Regions from separate parts of the Mus musculus genome. Here region 1 is linked to region 2. The links are chromatin contacts, called in public HiChIP or PLAC-seq maps. All regions are on one chromosome and are shown on one strand. The core of a region is the stretch at or near the end of the contact, and the rest is flanking DNA. Distances in the headings are between cores, read along the strand shown. Region 1 overlaps Oxr1 (oxidation resistance 1). Region 2 has its middle 61 kb from the start of Gm41312.

Evidence for each region. HiChIP or PLAC-seq counts read pairs in DNA pulled down with a chosen protein or histone mark.
Region 1: a FOXA1 HiChIP or PLAC-seq map of pancreatic cancer cells shows a contact between it and region 2. The contact joins two enhancer-like sites. A contact is called at or near these places in 2 of 115 datasets of contacts at active chromatin or transcription factors (embryonic stem cells and pancreatic cancer cells).

What each region holds. Positions count from the first base shown.
Region 1 is chr15:41,664,990-41,671,958 of GRCm38.p6, reverse strand. The region is part of intron 3 of Oxr1 (oxidation resistance 1); the gene reads right to left. Among named protein-coding and RNA genes, the nearest start is that of Abra, 200 kb to the left of the region's middle. Within about 2 kb of position 2,013, at least 3 of the 459 cell types and tissues checked have an H3K27ac peak or open chromatin away from gene starts, as enhancers often do. A contact at or near this core is called in pancreatic cancer cells, where this site is marked.
Region 2 is chr15:41,374,467-41,381,773 of GRCm38.p6, reverse strand. No RefSeq gene overlaps it. Among named protein-coding and RNA genes, the nearest start is that of Gm41312, 61 kb to the right of the region's middle. Within about 2 kb of position 5,658, at least 6 of the 459 cell types and tissues checked have an H3K27ac peak or open chromatin away from gene starts, as enhancers often do. A contact at or near this core is called in pancreatic cancer cells, where this site is marked.

The DNA of each region.
Region 1 (6,969 bases), core at 764-3,263, 290 kb before region 2:
AACTGTCTGGGTCTCTGAAAGTAAAACCAAGGACTCAGCCACTAAAGAAAGATTTTGAATATTTTGGACACAAAACCTGAGTTTCAGAACAGCAGAATTCAACAAAATAGTAGCAGACATGGCAGAAAGGGATGGCTTAACTAGCTGACCATGTTTTTCAAAACAAAATGCTATTTTGGTATTTGCTTAGAAGTACTGTGTTAAAAAATCTCAAGTGGGAAGTTTTGGTTTCTCTGGAAACTCAGTTGTGTCACCTGATGGTTTTCCAGAAACTGTCTGGAGAGGATGTTTTACTGAAGCAAACATATGAGAAGGCATTTGATGTTTTGTTGAAGCAGATGCTTGAGAGGGTGTGTGACATTTGGAAAGAGTATAAATGGAACCCTGTAAACAGTGAGAAGTCCCTTTTGCATTGTGATACCATGCAATACATCACTGGTCTTTGCTGATCTTCGCTGGCCATGCAATGCTTCACTACTGTGCAATACTTCACTTGCACAATGGTTTGCTCGTCTTGCTCCTTCACTGGTCTTTGATGGTCTTCACTTCATAGAAGAAAATGGGTGAAAAAAGTTTCTTGCATTATTTCAGCTGAGTCTTTCCACTTCTGTTGACTGTCAATTCAACAGAGCCTTGTAGTTTCTGCTGGATCAAGCCACTGCTATTGATTAGTGTTTGGTGTTTCCTGTTGAATTGGACGGCTGGAATCCTGAAAACAAATAGTGGAATCTTCCCAACGAACTACTTTTAATCAGGTCCACAAGCCCTTTTCTTATTAACCTTTGTTCTCCCCAGCCTCTAGTCAATGGGTTAGAAGGGAGGTTGAAGCATTCAAGAACCCTAAATAAAGTAGGTTTAGGTAAATCTAAGCCTATAAAAGTCAAGTACCCTCCAGAGCTCGTGACTCTAGCTGCATATGTATCAGAAGATGGCCTAGTCGGCCAACAGAGGAAAGAGAGGCCCATTGGTCATGCAAACTTTATATGCCTCAGTATAGAGGAACGCCAGGGCCAAGAAGTGAGAGTGGGGGGAAGGGGAGGGGAGTGGGGGAGGGGAGGATATGGGGGACTTTTGGGATAGCACTGGAAATGTAAATGAAGAAAATACCTAATTAAAAAAAAGTCAATGCTCAAAATGATTTCACTTGGATCCAAAAACATGTCCATCAGTTACAAATGGTAAAACCAATGGTTCGAGGCTCTAAGAGGTTATAAGGATTAGGAAGGTACAAAATGACCTAATTTGGCAGAGGCAGGTATTAGAATCCAATCATGCCCAGGACTAAAAGCAATGTATGAAAGAGAGGAATGGATTTAGTGTAGTTTGATTTGGGCCATGTCTTTTTATTAATAAGAATTATTAGTCGTGATCAGGTCACCTGGAACCTCTGTATCCTATAGGCCAATGCAGATTCTTTCTGCCCTATACAACTAACACATCACTCTTTCTTAAGTACACACAGGAAATCCAATCACAGTTAAGATACTTGGATCTTCATACCCCTTGATAGAAATCCATAGGCTATTGATGAGGAGGAAGGAAAGGCTATCATGCCCATCTTTCCCTCTTTGCCCTCCTACCCAGCTTTCTCTCTATCCTTGGTTCTTTCCTTCTCATTCCTTCTGAGTTCCACCTCCATATTGGGGTATATCTCGATTGTTCTCGGACCTAATGCAATGTGGAGTCTCTACGGATCTTCCTTAGTTTCACTGTAGAGATGTTTGCTTGACTGTCAATTAGAGCCATCCCAGTTCAACACTCATTGTAACCATTTTAACATGACACTAAGTTTCATGTTTGTTGAATATTTAAGATGACTGAGCAAAGAAGCCTGGTATCTGGTTAATGGGTAACCGAACAGAGACCACAGGCGAGATACAGAAATTTGTCTTTGGAGGGGTATGTTGACATTTTAATGAAACCTAAACACTGGGCTACTGTTTTTGTCTTCCAAAGGGCCCTTTCCCAGAGAAGACTGACTTACACAATATGGGCAAAGGTTTCTCTCTGTGTCTCAGAGGATAGCTGGGAAGGTTCAATACAAATTTTCCGATTTATCATTTCAGGGCTCAAGTAGTACAGTGTGTAGGCACAGCAAATGCCTGCCTTCTCCACACACCACTGAGGGAGGGTCTGGAGAAAGGCCAGCCAGTATGCTGCTACTACTGCCCCAAATATTAAGCTTTATCCACAAAACTTTGTGCTTCCTTTCAAGACAAAATAAATATGGAGCATACAAATAGTGTTGTCAATCACATTTCCCCTAAACTAGCACTACTCATTATTGTAGACTTATTGAATAGCTACTATTTCTCCGTGGACCTTTCTCCATTTGCATTCTTTAACTGTAATATCAACAACATGTTTAACATTTACTGGCCAAGGTTAGTACTGACTTTTGTATGCATTATTGCACTTTGTTTTATGATAAACAAATTTGATCAGTGTAATTTGTGACTAACACAGCTAATTCTAATACACTCAGCAAATTTCTAAGTGGTGATACGTTTTTATTATTCCCAGACCTTTTCTTCTTCTTCTGGAATACTTGAACCATTCATGGAGATTAAAGAAAAGGTAATGATACCTTTCTTACATTTGATGAACAATATGTTCTCTTCTTCACATAGTTTTCACAAAATAGGTTATTCTCTAATTTTGTGATGTCCTGAAGTCCCACTAAGGTTAAATCTTATGAATGATACAGTTTTATGTATTTCCTAAGTGGCCAGTAGAGAGTAAGAACGGGGAAACTTAATGGATCAGGAAGAAAATAACAAAGACAGCTTCCATGTTGGATCCTTCTCAGCTTCATTTCAGCCTATTGACATTCTGTTCCCACTAAATGAAATCCCAGAAATCGTCAGAGCAGCTCAACTCCAGGAGAACACAGCAGACTCACAAGACACCTTTGAATTGAATGTGCACAATCAGATATCGAGCCCAAAATGAGTAAAGCAGGTACTGCTTTTGGATTTAGAATTCTGATCCTAATAAAGAATAAAAAAAAAAAAAAGAAGAAGAAGAAGAAGGAGGAGGTCAATTATCATGACCCTTCAAGACCTTTGTACCTTTGACAGCAAAGAAAATTAGTTTATTCTGTAGGTGTAGAAACTGTATTGGTCTGTGCTTCTTGTTCTGCTGTGGTTGCTGTGTGTTTTATTAAACTGAATTAAACACATGACAAGATACCATGAACTTTCAAAGCCAAGAAGAAACCAAGGACACATGTCAATTAAGTGCTGCTTGTCATATCCTGGAACCCTCGAGGAAGAAAGGTAATAAAATGGAACTTGAGTAAAGTAAGGTTTTTCTTTACTAACAGTGTACTAGCACTGCACCTACTGGGCTATCCTCCATGTACTTAATGCATGATTTTGCTAATATTTGTAACAAATGGGGTGCTTTGAAATTCAATGTGTTAGTTCCAAAGGTCCACTCCTTACATGCTAATTTATGTGTTTTTTTTCCATTTTGTGTACACAGAGATGCTCATTTTGCTTATTAAAGAAGTGTAGTTGTTTAAATGTGCTTTTGGCTCAAGGAGTGGCACTTTTAGGAAGTATAGGCTTGGTGGAGTAGGTGTGGCTTTATTGGAAGAATGTGTTGCTATGGGGGTGGGCTTTGAGATGCTCCTATTCCTGCTGGGAATACAAGCCTTCTTCCTGTCCACCTTTGATTCAAGATGCAGAACTTTCAGTACCTTTTCCAACAACACGCCTGCCTGGATGCTGCCAGCTTCCTGCCATGATGATAATGGACAGAACATCTGAACCTGTAAGCCAGCCCCAATTAAATGTTGTCTCTTATAAGAGTTGCCTCAGTCATGATGTCTGTTCACAGCGATGGAAATCCTAACTAAGGCAAGAACACATATATTTTTTAACTCAGAAATGTTAGTTGTCATTGTTTACAGGATTTGAAAGTGGATATCTTAGAACTGGTTTCTATGTACATGTACATAGAACACATAACTAGAACATTTCCCCTTTGCATCTCTAGTTTGTCGTTGTTCTTCTGGATTTATGATCTCCATCTCTCTGGGATCATGCTGCATCTTTCTCATTATTTACATTAGAATGCTTTTGGCACATTGCCTTTCAGTTGATATCTACCGCATGCTTACTGTGTGTCAGGTACTAGTGATCAATTTAAAAGCATTAGATCAGACAAACCATCTTACAAACACCTAAGTGGCAAAGGAGATGTCAGGAAGGATAATGATTTATCCAATCACAGAGGGACTAGAATCCTAATGTAAGCATACATTAATCTAGTATAAAAGCAACGTCATATGGTATCTTTTAACTCTACAATCCTCTTCAATATTCTATATGTCTATAATATTCTTCTCTACATAAGCACACATATCCATCAAATCATCACATGATGCTTGAGACAGCTCTTTATAAAGCAAAATGATCAAGAAACTCTCCTAAGTAAAACCCATTTTTCCCAAGCTCCCATAGTGCTAAAGTCAAGCCTAAACTCTCAAGTACCACACACGTCTTCACCTGACTGTTTTTCTCTTTAGAGCCTCTTCTGCACTCATTGATAATGATAAATGTCCAATCATTAAAAATCTTCACTTAATTGAGGCTCGAATAGGTTTATGTAGAGGCAAAGCTGAAAAAATAAACGGGAATCTAGACGTTAGGCATCATCATTTATGCCCCTCTTTATCTTCTGAGCCACATCCTGTAATCCCGTAGTCTACCTCAGTCTGAGTCCCGCCCTCTGCTTATTTCTAAGAGTGTTTCTCAGATCAAAAGAATCTGTAATATGAAAGCTTTTTAATTATTACTTTTTCCCTGATAGTATCTTATGTTATCAAGACTAGCTTTGAATTCAGTCCTTCTGTCTCAGCCTTGAGATTAAGATTACAAGCATGTGTCATCATCCAGCTTGAGGGAGTTATCTGAAACACGCTGCAGTAAGTTCCCTCTTCTTAATAGCATACCAGGTACCCTGCTTTTTGAGTGCATGCTACTGTGCTGCTCTTGATTCTATTGAAACAACACTTGCAAAGATCTCAAGACTCAAACTACCTAATGGCAGAGGAATGTATTTTGAAATGGTTTGCAAGATGCTCTAAATTTAGTCACAAAGTTCTACTCTCTGAAGGCACTTATGATATTTTATTGTCCAATAAAGTAACAGAAATGGTTTTTGCTCCTTATAGATCAAAGAACTCTGAGAGGAATCCAATGGCATCTCTTCCAATATATATTAAAATTTAAGCAACAAAGTAAATGCTGAAGATCTGACTAACAAATAGGGATCCAGAGTGCAGCTGGGTGCACTTATCTTCTTGCTGCCATACATACAATACATACACTGCGTTTTTAATATTTTTAGGAATGAACTTGTAAACCAGATGCATTGTATCTCTTAAATATATATACGCATATGGAGGCAATGTAGAAACTTCAAAAATCTAGCTACATCATATCTACAGTCAATAAATGAGAGAAATGAATGTATGTGGGCTCCTTGTGCTCAGTCCTCTCACTACATGGACACAGTTTAGTACCCAAACTTAGAAAATGTAAGCACCCATAATGGTAAATTCATCTCACTTCAATTAATGAAATCAAAACAATCTCCAAAAGACATATCCACAGGCCAACCTGATCTAGACAGATTCAAAGTCTGTGTCAAATTGACATGTTAAACCAACCATTATGAATAGAAATACTAGGAAAATTTGGAAATATTTCACTGCCCAAATTACCATAATTTCTAATCTTAAATGTTGAGAATAATAAGCTTTTTTCTATAGCCATAATCATAGTTCAGTAGGCAGGAACAGTCATGGCGTTGCTGTGGGCGGGATGGACACATTTTGATGACTGATAGTGTTGAAACCCTTACTTTGATGAGGGACTTGGCAAATTTCAAACATAATCACGATTATTTTTCAACCATGAACAATGCCATTTTAATTATTGTACAATTTAAACCAACATAGGCTTAATTAGGCAGTTAGAAATCATTAACATAAGTTGACAGGTATAATTTGTTTTTAATAAGTGATAAGACTATTATGCTCCAACTCAAATACAAAAGCACTACAATTTGCTCCCAGAAACCTCAGGGTTATTGACGTTCTTTAATCCATTTATCACAGCTATGATTAAGCTGTGTTTCTTGATCCTGACTTGATTGCTTCTGACAGAGTACAATAACAGAATCAGGGCAAAAATGAAAGACACAAATTGACAAAACATGGTGCTAGCCACATGAAATCGGAGCTGGCAAGCTCACAAGCTCTGCCACAAGCACTCCCAATCTGCAGATGCCAAATCAACACTTTTCATTCTTTTTAGGTAACTTTCTGCTACTCAGGAAAATTTAGCTATTAAAGTTACATACATGTCCAGCTTTTAAAAATCTGATTTCCCTTGAAATAAAGCTCTCATATTTATTCTAGAGCTTGAATGTGTCCTTTTCTGGTGGTTTTTCTTTGACTTTGTGATTTAAAGTGAATTTTAACTAGGCTAAATAAATATGACTTAAAAGCTCAATCAATTACTTCCCCCTTTACTATGAAAATCAAGGTTTCGTCTTCAGGCTCATAGTCTCACTAATAATCGAATTTAGAGATGGCTGGAAAAGGCAGCTTCAGGACTATTTTATTAGCAGTTCACAGAACAGCAGGCAATGGAAATCAGCAAGCAGCTTTAGAGCATGCAAGGAGCTGCGCGATGGAAGCTTTGAGGACACAGAGGGAGAAAGCCCAGGGTATCCAGGGAAGTGTGCCTCGACTTTGGACAGTATCCAAAAGAAAAAGATAGAAGAAAAAAGGGAAAGTTACACTATTTGAATAATTCAGAAAAGCAGGCAGCCGCAGTGTTTCAAGGCTAAAGCTCAGCAAGGGGCTGGATTTTGGTTCCAGTTTCTAGGAAGGATAATTAGCATGGCTTTAGGTGACCCTGCCTTCCTGAGGGATGGTCTCATGGCCAGGTG
Region 2 (7,307 bases), core at 4,409-6,908:
TTTTATTTTTTTTAATTAGATATTTTCTTTCTTTACATTTCAAATGTTATCCCCCTTCCTAGTTTTCCCTCTGAAAATCCCCTATCCCCTCTCTCCTCCCCCTGTTCCCCAACCCACCCACTCCCATTCCTGGTCCTGGCATTCCCCTATACTGGGGCATACAGCCTTCACAGGACCAAGGGTCTCTTTTCCCATTGATGACCGACTAGGCCATCCTCTGCTACATATATAGCTAGAGCCACAAGTTCCACCATGTGTTTTCTTTGATTGGTGGTATAGTTCTAAAGAGCTCTGGGGGTACTTTTTAGTTCATATTGATTTCCTTCTATGGGACTTCAGTCCCCTTCAGCTCCCTGGGTATTTCTCTGGCTCCTTCATTGGGGACCTCTGTATTTGCTGGGCAGTGGCAAAGCCTCACAGGAGACTGTCACCTTCCAAGGTTTAGAAGCCAGTATAGAATAGGGAACAAAAAGATTGTGAGAGCCAGAGGTAAAAGATGACTAGAAGGAAACTGAGTTTTCTGTATCCAGCAGAGTATCTGTACATATGAATTCACAACACTTTTGATAACATGCAAAAGAATTATGCAGGCCCAAGAAAGACCGTATGCCAACATTGAAAGGGGAGTCGGATATAAGTTCCACCACTAGGCAAAGAGCTATGGGCAGCTTTTAGCTGCTAGGATAGAGAAGATCAGTTTTCCTAAGAACATAGCCATGGTATGTGACAACAACCTGGTAGAAGACCACATACCCAAGAATGTTTGGGCACCACGCACTGGCCTTGAAGGCACACAGAAAGACACAGATTTGAGTGGTGAGAGAAAAAAGGAAGTAGATCTGCGAAGAGCTAGGGGAGGGAGGGTAAAAATAACTAAATAATGTAAGAAATTATCAAAAAGCCATAAAATATTTTAAGTTAATAAAAATAATTTCACTATTGATATAGCTAAATGAAAGTTACAGTTGCTTTTGTTGAATTGAAAGGTACTTGGGGAAGACCCCATTAGATCAGCCATCTCTGACAGACTTAATTTCTCTCGTACTACAGAAATCGTTGATGCCATCTAATTCAAGGGCTTCATTTTACCATAGTTATAAACAGAAAGAAAATGAGGAAGTAGAGTTTACTAACTGAATTGCCCATGTGAATGGATGTGTTAGAAGACACGTGGAGGGTCTTAGTCAGGCGTGAGCAGCATGAAGGAGAATAGCGTACTCGCTGTATTTACTAGCTGTATCTTTACTTGCTGTATTTACTGTTGTATCTTAACAAGCTGCGTGGACTAGTTCAGGGATTGTGTATAAGAAATGTATACTGGATGCATAAACTACTACAGAGTAGGCTATTTTAATATGTCTTTGCTTTCCTAAATTTAGGAAGTCTATTCAATCCCTTCAATCTCGAATGTGTACTTTGTCTTAGTTATTTGTTTCTAGTTATAATTAAAGTTCCGTATTAGCAAAATGTGACCCAAGGAGGCATGACCAAGACAACTTTTTTTCAGATTCCATTTGAGTCCATCAGATTGTTAAAGTAGTAAAATATGATCTGTCCATGGGAGAAGGGGAAACTACTGTGCCTGCATCTGCAGAATGGGTAAGAAATGGGCCCTTTGAAAGAGTTGGTTATTTGGTTGCCTGGGTGTTGGTCTAAGTTTTGGGACTGAAATTTTAATCCCCGAAGAGCAGGGATGTCCCCGTGAATGTCACAGAAAAAAGAACATTGAAATTCAAGCTAAGCACATCAGAGCTCAGCACTGCATGCCACCCAAAGGCACTGGACTGCTTAAAGTACAATGAAGTAATTGTTCTTCAACAAACCGCATGCGAACAACTAAAATTATAAGTAGGTTAAATTTTTCACATAAACTTTGGGTTCCTCTAGAACAGTATTCTTTTTTGGTAGCACTTTTGGCAGATCATGTTCACAGGAAGAAGCTGAAGTGTTACCCTCAGCATAATATACGATCATCCTCAGCAAGTAGGAACACATACAGAGTGTGGCAGCTTGATGACTCCGCCACCACCACCACTGTTTGCAGCCTCTTTTTATTCCTCCAATTTATAGGCCAGGTTCGTACTCAGACTCAAAAAAATTTAAAAACTTTCTTATTTCTGTTAAGCATAAATTTCCAAGACAAGTTTTAAAATTAGAACTTTATCAGAAAACACTGTAAAAGTCTAAATTAGATGGCTCTGGAGAATTTTCTATAGGCATATCTGTAAAATTTAACGATTCTAAAAAAGAAAAATGGCTAATGGCTTATTGTATAATCCAGACAACGATAGAAGGTAGAGCACAGATCTTTACAAATCCTGACATGGAATAAGTTTGGACACATAAATCAAGGCCTCGGTTGAAGATCAGCAAGCGAATGGCCCAGCAGATTTTGCATTTCATTTTGTTAGAAATGTAGGTCCCAGTAGTACATCTTCTGGACAGGCATTCTATCTTTGAAATGGCTTCAAGCAGAGCCCATGCAATGAGCTACTAACAAATGTTGATTATTGATGAAGTAGAGAGCTACAGCAGGTGGTTAAAGTTCTTATACGACACATCTGAAAATAATGAGAATTGCTACAGAAATTCAAAATATCTTAAAAGGAAAACTTGCTTCCATTGTGTTACAGTGGCCTGACTCTGTGGAGCTGGTCATTAGTAATTGAAATCCTGGATCCCTCTACTCATTTTTGCCCTTTCTCATAGCCGAGACAGGCAGGGAAAACTCTTTAGGCTGACTTCTAGAAAGAAAGAGAAAGTAGATCTGCTTCTTAACTTGGACTATCTAGCTTTGAGGAGATCCTTGCTCGATGTGTTATGGTTGGAGGATTCTAACTTGGTGTTTCAGCGGACCAGCATCAGACCAGCCTTGCAGCTGGCTCTGCTCTAATTTCCCCCTGTTGGCAACCCTAACTTCTCAGGATAGCCCCTACAAAGAAGCCACTGCTTGTTCTTTGGTTCAGAGATGGTGGCGTACGTCTATCCACTTGCCTGAAAGAGGTTTGGAATCAACACACAGACTAGAGATATTACAGCATTAGCAGAGAGGCAGGGTGGGGTGTAAGACATTAAGGGAAAGGTGGTGATCCAGTTCATAGATCAGGATGGAATGCCTGTCTGAACAGACTTACCTTCATATTATTCTCACTAATGAACATTGGAGTATTGATCAGGATTATTCTTAAATCCTGTTGTCTGAGGATTGTAGCTGTATGAAACAGTCAAGCTATCTCAGTGTAAAGGACAGAAAAGAAGCTAAGAGTTAAACATACATTCGTCTACTTAAAGTAATGTGTGCTTTCAATTCCTTTTGAGCTAGAAAAGGATTTTTTAAAATATTGAGTTCATATTGTTATTCTAACCCTAGGCTCCATAAGTTGGTGACATATCAGCACTAATTATATCGGAACTCAGCATATATTGTGGTGTGTGTGTGTGTGTGTCTGCATGTATGTCTGCATGTGTATGTGTCCATGAGTGTGTGTGTACATGTGTGTATGTTTGTGTTCCTGTGTGTATGTAGGTGGACATGTGTGTTGTACCAAGGACAACTTCATATGCTTTGCTTCACAATGTGGAATCCACATCTCTCTCTCTCACTCATTCTTGCTCTATCTTTCTTTCTTTAGTATATGCATGGATGTTTTGCCTATCTGTCCATCACATGAATGCCTGGTGCCCATAAGGGCTAGAAGAGATCATCAAACAGGTGTGAAGCATAGTGTAGCTGTTATGACCTCTGGAAGAGCAGCCAGTGCTCTTAACTACTGAGCCATCACTCTAGTCTCACTGTACTTTTTTAAGCTTGTCAGAGCAGCTGGGTTAGCTAGCTAGCCAGGGATCCTTCTATGTCCTTTTTGTAAGCGTTATCATTTTTCCTGGCTTTTTTACATGGGTACAAGAGATCAAACTTAAGTTCCCATGCTTAACCAGAAAGTTATTCTCCTAGTCCATTCATATGTAACTTTTAAAATGTTCATTCTATTTTAATTATGTGCATATGCACATAACTATGTGTGGTATGTGCAAGTGGGTACTGATGCTCACAGAGACCAGAGGTGTTAGATCTCCTGGAACTGAAACTACAGATAATGGTAGGATAATAAACATGGGTGCTTGGAATTGGACTTGGGTCCTCAGCAAGAGCATTGCCCAATCTTGATCACCAAATCATGTCTTCAGACCATGTCATCTTTTGAAAAGGGTGCTCAGATAATTGTCCTAACTTTTACTATAACCCAGGGCTTAGTGATAAGACTCCCACTGTGAATTCTGACCTAGCTTATCTACATATGTTTCATAGTGTGTGTGTTTCAGATTTTTATTTTTTAGTAGACAGATACTTTGCCTAAAATGACTCAGACATTTGGATTATCATCTGGAATTTGAGTCTCTTTGATCCTTGTTGGCCTAACAAATTCTGTGTACCAGATTTCTGGCTTGCTTGTGTTATATTATATTCTTTTTTTTTTTTCTTTTGTATTCTTCATGTATCATGCTTCACTGATAGAGAGATCCAGAAAATATAGTCAGAGTCAATTGTAAACAGTGCAAGTATTCTCTGGCCAAACACATCTGTGAAAGTCTAGGAGAGAGAACAGGGATCAATCACTTTACCATAGAATGTTTTAAGAACTTTGAAATGCTAAAAGTTGTTTATCACTCTAGGAAGAAAGACCATGTTGAATATTACTTGAAGACAGAAACATTCTACTCTTTATCCACCAAAGAGGAGCTATGGCTCCTGTTTGAGTTTCAGTACAATTGGAGAACAGGTTTAAATACGAATTCTTTAAAACATCTCTCAAGTGATTATTCTTTTGTTACTGAAAAAAACTAACAACAATAAAGCGGAAGTAATCTTTGTGAGACCCATTTAATGAGCAAAGAGAGAACCTTCTAGAATGTTCACTTTGCATTCCTGTAACATCCTGTTCCAGCATCTGGCCCTGACTCCTTTCCTTGACATTTCTTGCTGGAGACAGCAGGTTGTTGCACTCACTGAGGCACTGTGATGGCTCTGAAAGGTCCATTTTTAGACAGAATTTGCAACATCAGCTTGACAGCTATCTGCTAAAATTCACTGGAGACATTTTTACAAAAAAGAATCTCAGACAAGGTACTATAAGGTATTTGACATATTGATTGTTCTATAAGGGAAGTACATAAAGTAATATAAAATAAATAATATAAAAGAGGTTAATGAATAATATTAGGTACAACTAATAACAACCAGACTTTGGGATAAAGACAGGTTTGGCCGAATAGAACAGAGTAGAATCTGAGTATTTATTTTAATTATTATGTGATCACCATTTAATGTTGATTTGGGTGTTGTTAAAATCTAATTAGTTAACTAATTTAATTATCTATCTATTTATTTATGTAATCTCTCCTTTCCCCTCCATTCCTATCCCTTTATCATCCCTCCTGTCATACTTCCTGCAGTACTGACAGGATAGCAGTCCTTCAGCCTCTAAGGTGCTGACTGTGGGGATTAACAGTTTTATGTCACTGTCCTTGGTAGTAATTAAGATCTGATCACATGTACAAGATAAGATGGAGACCGCTCATTTGTTTCTAAACTCTCTGGGCAGTATGCATGATGATTAATTCCTACCAGTGCTGAAAAGGATAAATGAGTCACTGAGTTGTAAACAGTGGTTAATGTCTTACAACCAGGATGTAGATTCACGGCTAACAGTGTCAGCTCCAGATGTCCCAGTGCCAAACTCCTTGACATTTAAATATTCTCAACTTTGAAAATGTGTGTTTAGTGCCTATAGCTGTACACTTAGCACTTTGAGTCTTCATCTAAGACTCGGTGAGCAACACATCCAACTGCGTGAGTAACCACATCTCAACAGAATCCATGGCGAACTTTATTGACTCTGTATCATTTTAAGTTCCTTCTTATTGACCTTGTTGAGTTATTTTTCCATCTCATTCCCTTAGAGCAAGAATTCTCTTACAAACAGAGAAACTACACATCTCCATTGCTCATGAAATCTGCTGAATAATTTTGCAACATAGCACTTCTGCATACTAACTGGAATGCTCAGTGCTCTAGAGTCAACCTGAAGGTATCAAAGAATCTCTAGTTCTGTAATGGTACAATTCATTCACTCTGGTTAGTAAATCATTTTGCCATCTCTCTGGTCTCCAGGATGTTTCTTTTTTAGTCTCCTCTCGAAGTGTCACCGCTATATAACTTTGCAAACACATATTTGAGCCCCCAGTCCACTATTAGCCATTTAGATGTTCCCCTGTTTCCTGCTATTCTGAATCTTCTACCCTTTGTTCTAGAATTGGCTTTTTTGACTTGATGCTTCAATAGGACACAATCTTCATTTTCCTCCCTCCCCACAACACGGTTTCTAGGCAACACTTCCTACCACTTTACTTGATTTAATTTACTTTTTATATTTTTCACCTTCCATCCATTCTCACCTCAGTGGCATGGAAGAAACACATAATGAGGGTAGGAGATTAGTTGGAAGTACAATAGTGTCACCTAAGCCTGAGAAACTAGGACAAGTATTATTACAACCATGCACTTGTTTAAAAACCACATGTCTTCAGATATCGATTACTATGTTATTCATGTCATGTTTTATGCTTGTGTTCAACTATAGAGATACAGTGAAAAATAAGTTAGATGTGATATGATCTCTTTTAGAATCCCCATTGAGTGTGTCTGGTCTGTTTCTAACTGGTATGAAAATTTATAAAAACAGAGAATTCTCAAAAGCAGAAAGACAACTGACTAAGACATTTTAGAAAGTGTTAAACATGCCTAGCTATCAGGGGGATGCAAATTAAAGCTACTTTAAGATTCTCTCTCACCTCTGTCAGAATGGCTATCATCACAAATGACAGCACATGCTGTGGAGGATGTGAGGAAATGGGATTACTTATTCACTGTTGCTGGGAGTGCAGAATGATGCAGCAGCCAGGGCAGTCAGTGCAGAGCTTCTCAGGCAGCTATACCACTCTTGCACATGCGCCCAAAAGACTACATCTTAGTACAGAGACACTTGACACAGCAAGAAGATGGAATCAGCTTAAACATCTACCTAGAGGTGAATGGGTAATGAAAATGTATACACACACGCACACACACACACACACACACACACACACACACACTCACACACACACACTCACACACACACAAGGAAATTATGCAATGCACAAGAAAATGGATGCAACCGGAAAATATTGAATATAGTGACGTAACTCAGGCATAGCATACAAACACATGCCATGCTCTCTCTTATATGCAGATCTTAGCATCTAGCTTC